Regions from separate parts of the Mus musculus genome. Here region 2 is linked to region 1. Evidence: chromatin contacts called from public ChIA-PET data. All regions are on one chromosome and are shown on one strand. The core of a region is the stretch at or near the end of the contact, and the rest is flanking DNA. Distances in the headings are between cores, read along the strand shown. Region 1 overlaps Kntc1 (kinetochore associated 1). Region 2 overlaps Hip1r (huntingtin interacting protein 1 related).

Evidence for each region. ChIA-PET counts read pairs in DNA pulled down with a chosen protein or histone mark.
Region 2: a contact with region 1 is called in an RNA polymerase II ChIA-PET map of memory CD8 T cells, with 8 read pairs. The contact joins two enhancer-like sites. A contact is called at or near these places in 1 of 39 promoter capture datasets (the SN4741 cell line), 2 of 484 Hi-C or Micro-C datasets (bone marrow-derived macrophages and muscle stem cells), 1 of 115 datasets of contacts at active chromatin or transcription factors (memory CD8 T cells) and 1 of 9 other capture datasets (adipose tissue).

Annotation. Positions count from the first base shown.
Region 1 is chr5:123,763,686-123,770,044 of GRCm38.p6, forward strand. It overlaps Kntc1 (kinetochore associated 1), which reads left to right. Exons shown (of 64, transcript NM_001042421.1): 10 at 110-162; 11 at 430-545; 12 at 1,312-1,366; 13 at 2,227-2,325; 14 at 4,085-4,128; 15 at 4,234-4,299; 16 at 4,607-4,682; 17 at 5,928-6,053; 18 at 6,168-6,257. Among named protein-coding and RNA genes, the nearest start is that of Kntc1, 17 kb to the left of the region's middle. Within about 2 kb of position 1,961, at least 10 of the 459 cell types and tissues checked have an H3K27ac peak or open chromatin away from gene starts, as enhancers often do. A contact at or near this core is called in memory CD8 T cells and muscle stem cells, where this site is marked.
Region 2 is chr5:123,976,575-123,982,698 of GRCm38.p6, forward strand. All of the region lies in intron 1 of Hip1r (huntingtin interacting protein 1 related), which reads left to right. Among named protein-coding and RNA genes, the nearest start is that of Gm46922, 5.8 kb to the left of the region's middle. Within about 2 kb of position 4,222, at least 123 of the 459 cell types and tissues checked have an H3K27ac peak or open chromatin away from gene starts, as enhancers often do. A contact at or near this core is called in memory CD8 T cells and muscle stem cells, where this site is marked.

The DNA.
Region 1 (6,359 bases), core at 711-3,210:
CGTCATTTAAATGTAGTTCTGCCCTTTCATGAAGCCATGACTTTACAGTTGAAACAGGGTCCTGCATGAGATGAAATAAAACCCTTAGACATCTCCCTTTCCCTTTCAGGTGCAAAGTCATTTCAGCTGATCGACAACCTGCTTTTTGTGCTGGATACTGATGTACGTTTCTGAGACTGCTTTAGTGGTTCATTTACTACTACCTTTTTTTTTTTCTTTTGTTCTTTGAGCCTTTGTGCTATGAAGTCAGCTCCCAGTCTCCCACTGAGCTACGCCTTCCACCTGATAATACATTTAGGTGGTAGACAAGGACGTTAGCTGGGTGCGTGACTATCTGTGTGCTGTGCTTCGTCTCAGCGTGCACCAAGAAACGAAGCCTGACGTTTGCCTTCTAAATCATAGATGTCTAAATGGGTGTCTTTCCTGTAGAATGTGCTGAGCTTGTGGGATGCTTACACTCTCACTCCTGTGTGGAACTGGCCCTCTCTTCCCGTAGAGCAGTTTGTTCTCACGACAGAAGCGGATTCTCCCTCATCTGTTACCTGGTATGTTGGGGGTCTAGTTAGTAGTGATTTCCATAGCCCCAAGTGTCTGTCTGGGTTGGTTCAGATCATTTACTACGTCTTGTGTTCGAAACCACATCTGAGTCTGTCTGGCAGAGGAAGGACCGATTCTTTATTTGCCAGTTTCTATTTGGCACAAATAGATACTATAATGTGAGCGTCTATGGAATGATGGTAGAAACAGAATCTGTGATGTGTACATGTGAAACAGAGTCCACGGTCTTCTCTGAATGTGTTTTGACCTTTCTGTGAGAATATCACTTTATTTAAGTTCATACTTAGAAACATGCATGGTGGGCTGGAGAGATGGCTCAGTGGTTAAGAGCACTGACTGCTCTTCTGAAGGTCCTGAGTTCAAATAGCAGCTACATGGTGGCTCACAACCATCCATAACGAGATCTGACTCCCTCTTCTGGAGTGTCTGAAGACAGCTACAGTGTACTTACATTGAATAAGTGAATAAATCTTTTTTTTTTTTTTTTTTTGGTTTTTTTTTTTATTTTGTTTTGTTTTGTTTTTTTTTTTTTTGGTTTTTTGAGACAGGGTTTCTCTGTGCAGCCCTGGCTGTCCTGGAACTCACTCTGTAGACCAGGCTGGCCTCGAACTCAGAAATCAGCCTGCTTCTGCCTCCCAAGTGCTGGAATTAAAGGCGTGTGCCATCACTGCCCGGCTGTAAATAAATCTTAAAAAAAACAAAAACAAAAGAAGCATGCATGGCTTTTTAACTTGAGTTTTTCTTCTCTTTTAGGCAAGGAATTACAAATCTCAAATTAGTCACCCTGACAGCAACAGCGAAGGAGAAGGTACCGGGGGACTTTACACTACATTAGTATGTTTTATGAATTGGAAGTCAGGATTACTAGCCAGTTAATGCTCACAGCATGCTAACTTGTAGCTCACGGAGACTTCGATAAACAAGAATTAATGTGCAGAGCCCAGTTTTCAAAGAATGGATGAAAATCTTGGCTCTTCATTTCAAACAGAACATTTTAGGAACCAAAGATAAGCCCAGCAGTGGTACTCGGGAGGCAGAGGCAGATGGATCTCTGTGAGTTTTAGGTCATCCTGGTCCACAGAGCTACACAGAGAAACCCTGTCTCTAAAAAAAAAAAAAATTAAAGAACTTATTTGAGCAAGGTGTGGTGTCTCACGACTGTAGTTCTAGCATTCAGGAGGCTGAAACCGAAGGTCATGAATGAGTTCAAGGCTCTCCTGGGTTGTATAGCAAGTCCCTGTGTCAAAAAGGCAAGGGCTGGAGATGAAAGAGTAGTGTGTGCAAGGCACTAAAATTAGCCTCCAGTGCTGAAAGAAGGAAAGCAAAGGGTAGGGAAGGGGAAAGGAAAAGCAATAGAAAGGAAGGGCGGGGACAGAAGAAAAGGCGTCGGCTAGGTGGGGTGTTGTGAAGGAGCAGCGCTCCTGGAGTGGAGGTGGGGCATTCTGCGCATGTTTTCATTCTGCGGGGCAGGTGGACTAGAGCATCGTCTTCTTGTGGTTTAAGAACACAGTTTTGTGGGTAGCATTTATACGATAGCGGCAGGCCTACTTGTGTAGTCAGAGAGTGCTGTGGTTACTCGTGTTTGGCTTTGTACAAGATGGGTCAATAGATGTCTTGACGGGGAAGTGCTAACCTGTGCTGATGGGTTTCTATTTTTATTTCTCATAGATGAGAAGCCTCATCATTTACTCTCTGCCTTCGATGGAAACACTGTACTCTTTGGAAGTATCTAGTGTTTCTTCTTTAGTTCAAACAGGAATCAGCACGGTATGTTTATTCATTTTTCCAAGTAAGAAAAGCGGGAGTGGAACTTAGTGTAATGCTTCGCTTTATCTCTGCCTTATACTTATATGTTCATTACTAACACATACTCAAGAGACCCAGCCGAGTCTTCATAGAAATTAAGATAAAACTTCATCTGCTGTTCAATTGTATCTTTTTGTTTTGTTTTGTTTTTTTCCTTTCACATTGGCTTATTTATTGTCACAATGCCACAAAGAAGTCCCAAATCTTTACAATTCCTTACTTGCTTCTCATTTTTTAAAAAAGAAAAGCCCTAAATATCAAATCATGTTTTGTTTTTTGTTTTTTTTTTTTGAGACAGGGTTTCTCTGTGTAGCCCTGGTTGTCCTGGAACTCACTCTGTAGACCAGGCTGGCCTCGAACTCAGAAATTGGCCTGCCTCTGCCTCCCAAGTGCTGGGATTAAAGGCGTGCACCACCACCCGGCCTCAAATCATGTTTTAAAAATTTTTAACTGAATTATTTAAGTTCTGACAATGATAGAATGTGCCAGTCAGTCAAACTTCCAAACTACTAAAGCTCTGAAGAAAGAATGAACCATGACTGGAGCTCACCGCATTGCACAGCTGTTCAGGCTGAGCAGCTGTCACGAATGCGCAGCTGTCACGAATGCGCAGCTGTCACGAATGCGAGTGCACAGCCACTGCCACTCACACACTGAGAGCACGTGTTCTCTACATCTGACACGCTGAGGTAAAAGCCAGGTTTTACCAACTTTTTAATTAATGCAGAAAACCTTCCACAATAGCAACTGTGTTGAAAACTCCAGTAACATTAGCCAACCTGTGATATGTTGCAATCTTCTGATTAATAGAGAACAGACATTTTTTTAACTATACAATTTATAAGCAACTAATAAACTTTGAAATGTTAGTAATATAATAAAGTTATAAATAGTTTGCCATCTCCTTTCCTTTATATATTTTTATATTCATGCATCTCATTTATCTGTCTAGTAGACTATTAAATTCTGGATTTAAATATGACTAAGCATAAAATAAAACAGAGATGAGTGTGAATGTCTAAGCCCGTAAAAGTTATTAACTTGGAAACAAATTCAACCTAAGGCATACATGGAGAAAGTTGGATTTGACATTGGGTCCTTCATAGTTTGACCTGTCAAGTACACATGAACATCCATGGCTCAAATTATGAACGTCTATGTGCCATAAAGCTAACTGCGTCACAAATGGAATGTCCACTACTTGAAGAAATGCCCCTCTGATGTTAAACTTTGCAAGATGTAGAGTCTGACGTGGTAGGCATCCGTATTAGCAAGGTTTTAAGATCTAGTCAATATATACACATATGTGGAACTTTCCGTTTAAATCACAATGTCTATTAACAAAAGAACCTAGGCTAGCAGTGCTCCAATCCTAGTCAAAAGGGTAACATTCCATCAGTTTTCTTCTGTTAGTCACTAGACTATCTTCCTGCTATCTGAAGATCACAGTAGATTCCACTTTAGGCTGTAAGAGGCATTGCCTGAATGCACTCAGTGTATGTCCAGTGGTCAAGCTGCTCTCAGCATCTAAGAGTCAGCTGGCATCAACATCAAGTCACCCACTGCATTTCCTTTCCTCAGTGTTTGAAGAGTTTCCTAGTGATTCTAAGATCAATGGATGGATAATTTTTGCCAGAAGTATTTGTTTTTTTCTAATAATTATAAAGTACTTGGTGGCTTCTACATTTGGGTTTTAATCATGTTTTTGTTCTGATTGTAGGACACTATATATCTTCTGGAAGGAATTCACAAAAATGATCCTAAGTAGGTCATGCTTTGTTTTCTCTGATAATTCATACATATCTAACTTAGAATTTACTCATGAATACTGCATGACAGAGCTACTCACAATGTAATTTTTTTTTTCAGCCTATGTGAAGACTCTGTGTCTGACTTAGTACTTAGGTACCTCACAGAGGTGTTACCAGAAAACAGGTAAATTGTCATTTTTTGTTTGTTTGTTTGTTTGGTTGTTTTTTTTGTTTTTTGGAGTGTTTGTCTGTTTGGTTGTTTTTTTCGAGACAGGGTTTCTCTGTGTAGCCCTGGCTGTCCTGGAACTCACTCTGTAGACCAGGCTGGCCTTGAACTCAGAAATCCGCCTGCCTCTGCCTCCCACATGCTGGGATTAAAGGCATGAGCCCGGCTAACTTGTCATATTTTTAAGCATTCTTTGCCCTTTAATGAGAAACCTAAAGTCCCTGGTGAGTAGGGCATCTGGTGAGATTTCTTCTCCGCTCTTCAGACTGAGCCGGTTACTTCACAAGCACAGATTTGCCGAAGCCGAGAGCTTTGCCATTCAGTTCGGACTGGATGTTGAGGTAAGCATCCAAGCATCCATTTGTTCTGTTGTTCTCGGGCAGACATCTCTTGGTTTGCTAGAGGCTGAGAAGATGCAGAAGGGTGACATGTGGGCACCAAGTGATCTAGTGTGCAGCAGGGACGTGGCTCCCATATTTTTACTTGAATTAATTAGAGGAAGAGCTCTAGGGGCTGGAGAGAGGGCTCAGCAATTTAAAGAACTTGTTCTTGCACAGGGCCGGGGTTCAAATCCTAACACCCACACGGTGGCTAACAATCCTATGCAACTCCAACTCTGGGGAATGTGAGTAGGCCCAGTTTGGCGGGGGAGGGTTCTAGGATACAAGTCTTTAATGTCAGCTCTGGGAGAGTCATAGTCAAGCAAGTCTTGGTGAGTTTCTCCGTCCAGCCTGGTCTATATAGTGAGACAGAGAGAGAGATCACTGAAGAGAGACCACATCAAAACGAAAAATAGTGATGGCAATATATCTATCTTGTAGCAATTTGCAGTACAGGCATACATCGTGTGGCTTAGTAGATCTCTCAGTCTCCTTCGCCCTGTTCTTGCCTGAGTCTCCTCCCTTTGATACACACCCTGCTTTGCTCTTTCCGTCCCTCCACTCTATAGCATCTCTGCGCTGCTTCTGTGAGTTCTGTGCATCTGTGAGATCGTGCTCTTCTTTCTGGGCCTGCCTTGTGTCCCTCAGCATGACATCCTACAGGTTGGCTGACATTGTTAGTGACACAGTGGCTTCTTTTCTAAGGCTCTAGTCTTCAGTGTGTATAGGCCGGATTTTACTGACTTGCTTATCCATCAATGGGAAGCTACTTAGATTAGATTCATAGCTTAGCTTAAATCAAGTTCTTTGACCAATTCCTGACATGGTTATTAAGGATTCAATAAAAATGGTTTTCATAATTTCTAATAATCTGGCTTTACTGTCTAGATGGGTTACCCCTTTTCCCTTCCATCCTTTTTTTCTTTGCCAAGCTCTTACTATCCAGCCTAGGACTGGCCTGGAGTTCCCTCTATTGATCAGTCTGGTAACGAATTTGCAGAGATCCCCGCCTCTGCCTCCTGAGTACTGAAACTGAAGGCCTGGCCCTCTGTGGTCAGTGAGAGCTGCCTGTCTGAGCCTCCTTCCTGAGCGCAGGGAAGAGACTCCTTCCCTCGGTCCTCTGGACCCCCTAGCTTGCGGGAACAGTGTCGTGCAAAGACACTGCGCATGCTTCACGGTGCCCGCTGTGGCATGCTTGCGTTACAGCTTGTTTATAAGGTCAAATCAAATGATATGTTGGAGAAGCTGGCTTTGATTTCCTCGGACAAGAGTGAGCAGTCCAAATGGCAGCAACTTGTAGATGAAGCTAAAGAAAACCTATGCAAAATCCAGGTGTGTCTTCCCAGTTGTCACATGGGAGTTTCAGGGGATGTGCTATCCAATATTATTATTGGACCCAACAATCCAATAGTGTTAACTTGCCTTTGTCTGGTGTATTTCCAACAGGACGATGACTTCGTGGTGAATTTCTGCCTCAAGGCCCAATGGGTAACCTATGAAACCACCCAGGAAATGCTCAGTTATGCCAAAACCAGGGTAAGTTATTTTACTTTAGGAAAAATTTGCTTTAGTCACTCATGATGATTCTGTCAGCTTAAATGTATTTTCTTGTCCTTTAGTTTTTTGTTGTGTTTCTTC
Region 2 (6,124 bases), core at 2,972-5,471, 220 kb after region 1:
AGGTGGGCCCTGCATAGCAGGGTCCCTAAATGCAGATGAGGGAGGCTGGGAGGCAAGTGGCTACAATGGCTGGAGGTTAAACTCTACAGGTGGGTTGAAGGAGCCAACAGCTAAGGAGTAATGCCCTCCTTTATAAACTGGGAAAGGTGAGGAACCTACACAGAGAAACCCAGACCTACTGGTGCCAGCTTTTAGGGCTTCACTACCCATCCTAGGGGCTGGCAATGTAGTTTTGTGGATTGATCCCCGCACCACATAAATTCATCATGGGGGCACAAGCTCCATCCTTAGCTACAAGGCCAGCACTCAGGGGCAATAAAACATTGCAGACTTGTGGCCAGCGGGAAGAACTGTTAGGATGTATCAGTGCTTTTTTTTTAGGGCACTAAAACTGTAGCAATTTGTTACAGCAGCAACAGGGGGATAATACATCCAACACCGTAAAAATAAGTAGTGTCTAGCACATAGTAGGGTGTCAGCAAATAGTTGGCCTACTGTTCTCCCCTCCCTCCACCCACAAAGTTCAAAATCTGGGACCTCTCTGAAAGAGGTGAGCGGTCTTTGGAGCACACTGTGCTGCTAGAAGCCATGAACATCCTAATTGTAGTTTCCTTTCTGTGGAAACACACAGTTGCCCTTTTTGTTGCTTCTCTGAGCTTCTGATTTACCCACAGCATGCAGAGGCAGAGGGGAGGGATCTTCTCCCAGGTCAGGCTGAGAGAAGCCCTTTAATCAAGGTGCAGGGTTAAACCCAGGGCAACATCAGCTTCCAAGGTGAAAGGGTGAGGGGTGAGGGGTGGGGTGAAGGCGGCCCACTGGGAGCCAGCTTCTGAGCTAGAAGTACTTCTTACCTTCCGATTTCCAGGTCAGTGACGCATTTCTTCAGCAGCTCCCCTCCCCCCTCCAGGGAACAAACTCTTGTAAAGATTAACATTTATTGACAAGTCCCCTTGCTACAGTAGCACTGAATAGATGCAGAAGAGGGGCCACATGTGTAAATACTCAGATGTCTGCTGGCTTCTAGAAAAAAGCAAACAGGCAGGTGAAGTTCATTTGGATTGTATCTGACTTCGCCCAGCTTAGCCTTGAATAATCCATCTTCCCACTGGAGCACTGTTAAGGGTGAATGGGATTTTTCTCATTTTGTGTCTCCGAGGAGTCTTAGCCCCGGGGGCAGTCAGCAGCTGCCTGTGGACAGGGGCCGGTGTGAGTAGCAGCAGACCTCAGGCAAATGGGGGTGATGTGGTTGGGGGCAGAGCCCCGAGCGTTGGTATGGTGTGGAGTTGCCTCAGCCAGGTGATTCTCAGGACCCACTTAGCAGAGGCAGGACACACGGGAGCAAGCAGGTGTCTGGAACCTGCCCTAGGCTCTGGCTTGAAAACAGCTCTCAAGTTCTGGGAACCTTTCAGAGCCCATGCCATTGCTCAGCCCTGGTCTGCCTATAGCTCAGGGTGTGTCTTGGTGAAGCTCGACAGCAGAGTGCTTGCCTACAAGTGAGAAACCCCAGTTTGATTCCAAGCACGGCAGGAGGGGGAAGAGTGTAATTATAACATGTTACTACACGCTTACACGCACAAAATATTTATAATAATAGAAAAAGTCCCCGCCCCAGAGTTGGAAAAAAGCCCTAACCCACATGGTGAATGTCCAAAACCCCTAACTCTGTCTAGCTGTTATCTCAGAACAGGGTGGATTCTTGAGGGCTGATGTGGTCTGTCCTGTCTCCACTGTGTCCCCAGGAGTAGGCATAGGCCTGTGTCACAACAGCTGGCTGAATGAGAGGAGACAAAGCCAAGGCCCCTGTCAGAAAGCGGAGAATAGGCTGGCTCACACACGTGAGAAGCTACCCTAAGGTGGGCTGGGGCTGCCTCCCAGGATACCAGAGTTCTGAAGTGTCTTCTTCCAGACCAGGCTGGGACTGAGCTGCCTGTACTTCAGCTGCTTCCTGCCTTTGCTTCTGTGCACCTCTGGGGCACACTGACTACATTTCTTGACCTCATCCTGCATAATTGGGGTACACAGTAGAAGGGGAAAAGTCACCTTTGTACCCCCTTGGGGAAGAGAAGTGCCAACTATGGCAAGTGTACTGAGCACTTAGGAACCTGGGCCAGGCCTGGCTCTGTTGTTGCTCTGTGCCTCAGTTTTCCACCCCACCTCCCCGCTTTGTTTTTCTTGACAGTGTTTCTGTGTATTCCTGTCCTACAACTTACTCTGTAGACCAGGCTGGCCCTCGAGATCTGCCTGCTTCTGCCTGGAGTGCTGGAATTAAAGGCATGTGTGTGCCGCCACCACCTGGTCTAGTTTTCCCATTTTCTCTTTTTTCTTTTTTCTTTTTTTTTTTTTTTTTTTTTTTTTTTTTGGTTTTTCGAGACAGGGTTTCTCTGTGTAGCCCTGGCTGTCCTGGAACTCACTCTGTAGACCAGGCTGGCCTCAAACTCAGAAATCTGCCTGCCTTTGCCTCCCGAGCACTGTGATTAAAGGCGTGTGCCACCATGCCCGGCCTAGTTTCCCCATTTTCAAGACAGGAATACTAACAGAGCTCTGACCCAGTGGGGTACCTGTAGGTATTTGCAGGAGTGTAGCAAATGTGTTAGTGGTTAGATTGTGTGCAGAAAAGCAGACAGGACTAAAGGAGATAGAAGTTGTCCCTGTGTCCTGAGTATAGCCCACCGTGTGAGAGGGACAACTGAGCCAGGCTGCTGCACAAAGGAACAGAGCTGGGAAGAGCATCGGGAAGGTGGCACTCTGTGTGCCATCCCTTCAAGAATGAGTGTCAGGTGTGCACCCTCCGTACACCGCCTAGCTCGTGTCTGGTGGTGTGGTCTGCCATAGGGATTCCAGGGAGCCTGGGGTAGAGACGTCGGAGCACTCCCTGTAGACCTGCCCCCTTTCTGAATGGGGAAGGATCTCCCCCTGACCCAGCTCTGAGGTGGGAGTCCAGCCGCTGCGGTACAGGGGCCTGCGAATGAAACCCAGCCGGCCACCTGATCCCAGCAGCTGGGTCGTGTCGGTGAGTGGAAACCCTGTGGGGGTAGAGTGAAGGCCTGATTGGCAAAGGCCAGGGAAACTCAGCTGGCGAACCTGAGGTGTCTGGCAGGCCTGGTGTACTGGTCAGCCTAGCCCTTCCCCCTTCTCCGCCTGGAACCGCTTTTTATTTCAGGGCTTACTGGATTATCACTTCATACATGCTGGCATCTAACTTCCTCTGCCCAAGCTTTTCTTCCCCGCTTCTGATGGTGTAATGCACGGTGTCTCTAAGTGGCTTGGCAGAAACTCTAGAGCACTAGTTCTCAGCCTTCCTAGTGCTGTGACTCTTTAATACAGTTCCTCATGTTGTGGTGACCCTCAACCATAAAGTTATCTTTCTTGTTACTTCATAACTGTAATTTTGCTACTGCTATGAATTGTAACATAAATATCTGATATGCAGAATATCTGATATATGACCCCTGTGAGAGGGTTGTTTGACCCCCCACCAAAAGGGGTTGGGGCCCACCAGTTGAGAACCAGTGTTCTCTAGATAGACACACCTCTCAGCTTGGACTGTTAAAACAATGGATCCCAAGAGATGGGAATTTCCCCAGGAATCTCACGCAGGAAGAAGGAAAAGGCTGGGAGCAGGCAGGGGAACTTGTCTCCTGAAGAGATTTCACAGTTCTAAGAACTCGTCAGACCACCCTGCAAGATGAGACGAGCCCAGTCTGTGGGGATCAGTGGTGGGCATATTGATAGGGTCTGCTTAGATGTTCCTGGCCGTGACTCTGACCTCAGAACCCTGAAGGTAAATTTAAGGGGATCACTAGATCTTTGTCCTTCTTTCCTCCGTGGCCACATTGAATAAATCTCCTTTTCCTGCTTGTTCCTATTCATTTGGCTGTTTGAATTGGCTTCAAGAGGAAGGGTGGTGGTGTTCAGTGACTCTGACAGAGGACAGCCAACCTGCAGGGCAGGAAGACGTGGGCAGCCGTGGGGCTGGGTATGTGTTTCTATCTAGGGATGGCTGCCATTCACACATGCCCACCTACTGTCCCTGAGGTCCTCAAGTGAGGACCGTGTGCCCTCCTCAGGACTACACTGAAAGGCCCACAGTAAGGACAGCCTTGGGAACCAGCAAGCCACAACCCAGTTTCCATTCTCTGGCTGCCTCTCATCCTGGCATGGATGACCCACAGCGTCCCACTGGGCGAGTGAGCCCATGGATGGCATTAGTACAGGCAGGCCTTTGTCATCTTCTTGCTAGGTAAACATAAGTCTTAAACTGCAGTAGGTTCATCTGCCTGGGTGTGACTCAGTCCTCTGGCTTGTGGGACAGACAGGTCTGTGATGACATCACCAATACCTCAAAAACAAAACCACCCAACTGCCTCCCTGTCCATCTAGATTCTGGCACAGCAGAGGTGTGACTCAGGACCACGTCTTTCTGCTCTGTATTCCACCCACAAAGTCTGGAGCTGGGGTGGCAGTGGGTTGGGCTATGAATTTGTCAATAGTGACCATAGGACAGGTTCTCTCCCCAGGGTTTTCACGCTGTCCTTAAGGTGTAGATTGTCACAGACTAATGCTTGCATTTCCTCAGTGGTGGAATGATGCAGAGGTCAGGAGTGAAGGGACAGGAGATTCGAATGAAGGGGGATGCAGTTGAATGGGCCAGGGCCAGTCGGTTGCTGACTTCCTGTCTGCTGAAATGATTCTGCCTTGGGCCTCTGCGCTGCTTTGCATATGGCCCCATCTTAGCCTCCTCGGCTACAGAACTCCTGTGTTTGTGGTCATCAATGGCCTTTGAGGTAGCAAAAGTGTTTGAATGAGAGCACTCTGTCCTCCAAGCCAGTCTTTGGAATCACAGAGCAAAATAACTCACCGCCCTGCCAACGGCTCTGAGCCTGGGCTCTTGGAGGAACCTGTCTGTCGCTGCCAACTGCTGCTGTACAGCCTCGTGATAACCACACAAGGAGGCTTAAGTTGATTCACTTCAGGGATGATTTTAAAAATAGAAATTATTTTATAGCTCCCTTAATAAATACTTCTAGTGGCTTAGTAATTAGCGGAAGAAAGACACCGCCTTGAAGTTACCAGTGCCTGTGTCTAAAAGCGCTCTTATGCTCAAGAGGTCCCTCTCACATGTGTCCAGTAAAGATTTATTGACTGTTCTGGAAATGCCACAGAGGGAAAGATGTATGGCCATTCCTCATTGTGTAGGGAGTTGGGTCCAGGACCTCTGAAAATACTATGATCCAAGGATGTGGTGGTATACACCTTTAATACTAACACACAGGAGGCAAATCTCTGTGAGCTCTTGGCTAGCCAGGGCTACCCAGTGAGACCCTATCTCAAAACAAACAAACAAACAAACAAACCAGAATCCATGGATGTTCAAGTCCCTTGTGTAAATGGTATTTACACATGGTTTATGCACAGCTACTCACATGATTTAAACCATGTACTCAGTACAGTGTACATGACTTACACATGAACTGCTATCCTCTGCTGCTTATGGACTAACGAGGAAGACAACGCCTACCTGTGGGCGGTCCAAATGCAGACTTTTCTCCTTGAATATTTTAATTGGCATTTGGTCAAATCTACTGAGTATGAAACTCATGAATGGGGAGTGGGGTGCCTTTGTGTTCAAGGAGTTGGAGACAGAGTAAGTGATAAACTAGCACTGTCAGATGACAAATGCTATACATGAACTTAAACAGGACACAGCCAGGCACAGGAGGCACATACCTTTAATCCCTGTACTGGGAGGTAGACGCTGGTGGATTTCTGTGAGTTCTAGGCCAGTCATAGCCAGATTCTGTCTCAAAAAAAAAAAAATTCCAAGATGTCCTATATCCGGAGGTAGCTGCTCTAGTCAGGGTAGCTGTAGGCAGGCCACCCAGAGGCTCAGAGCTGTGAGCAGAGGTCTGGCTCTGCTACCAGATTCGAGGCAGTCTCTGGGCCTCATGGAAGTAAGAGATAACAGATTCTCAGTCTCGGGCATCCCAGATATAGTTGGACACTTCGGAAGAGCTGAGAGCAAAGTGGGGGCCCTGGGGGCAGCTTGGTCATCCCCAGGACCGAAGGGAGGAGAGGGCAGGGAGAGAGGTCTCTGTGTGTGGAGTGAATTCTTTAGCTGGTTCCA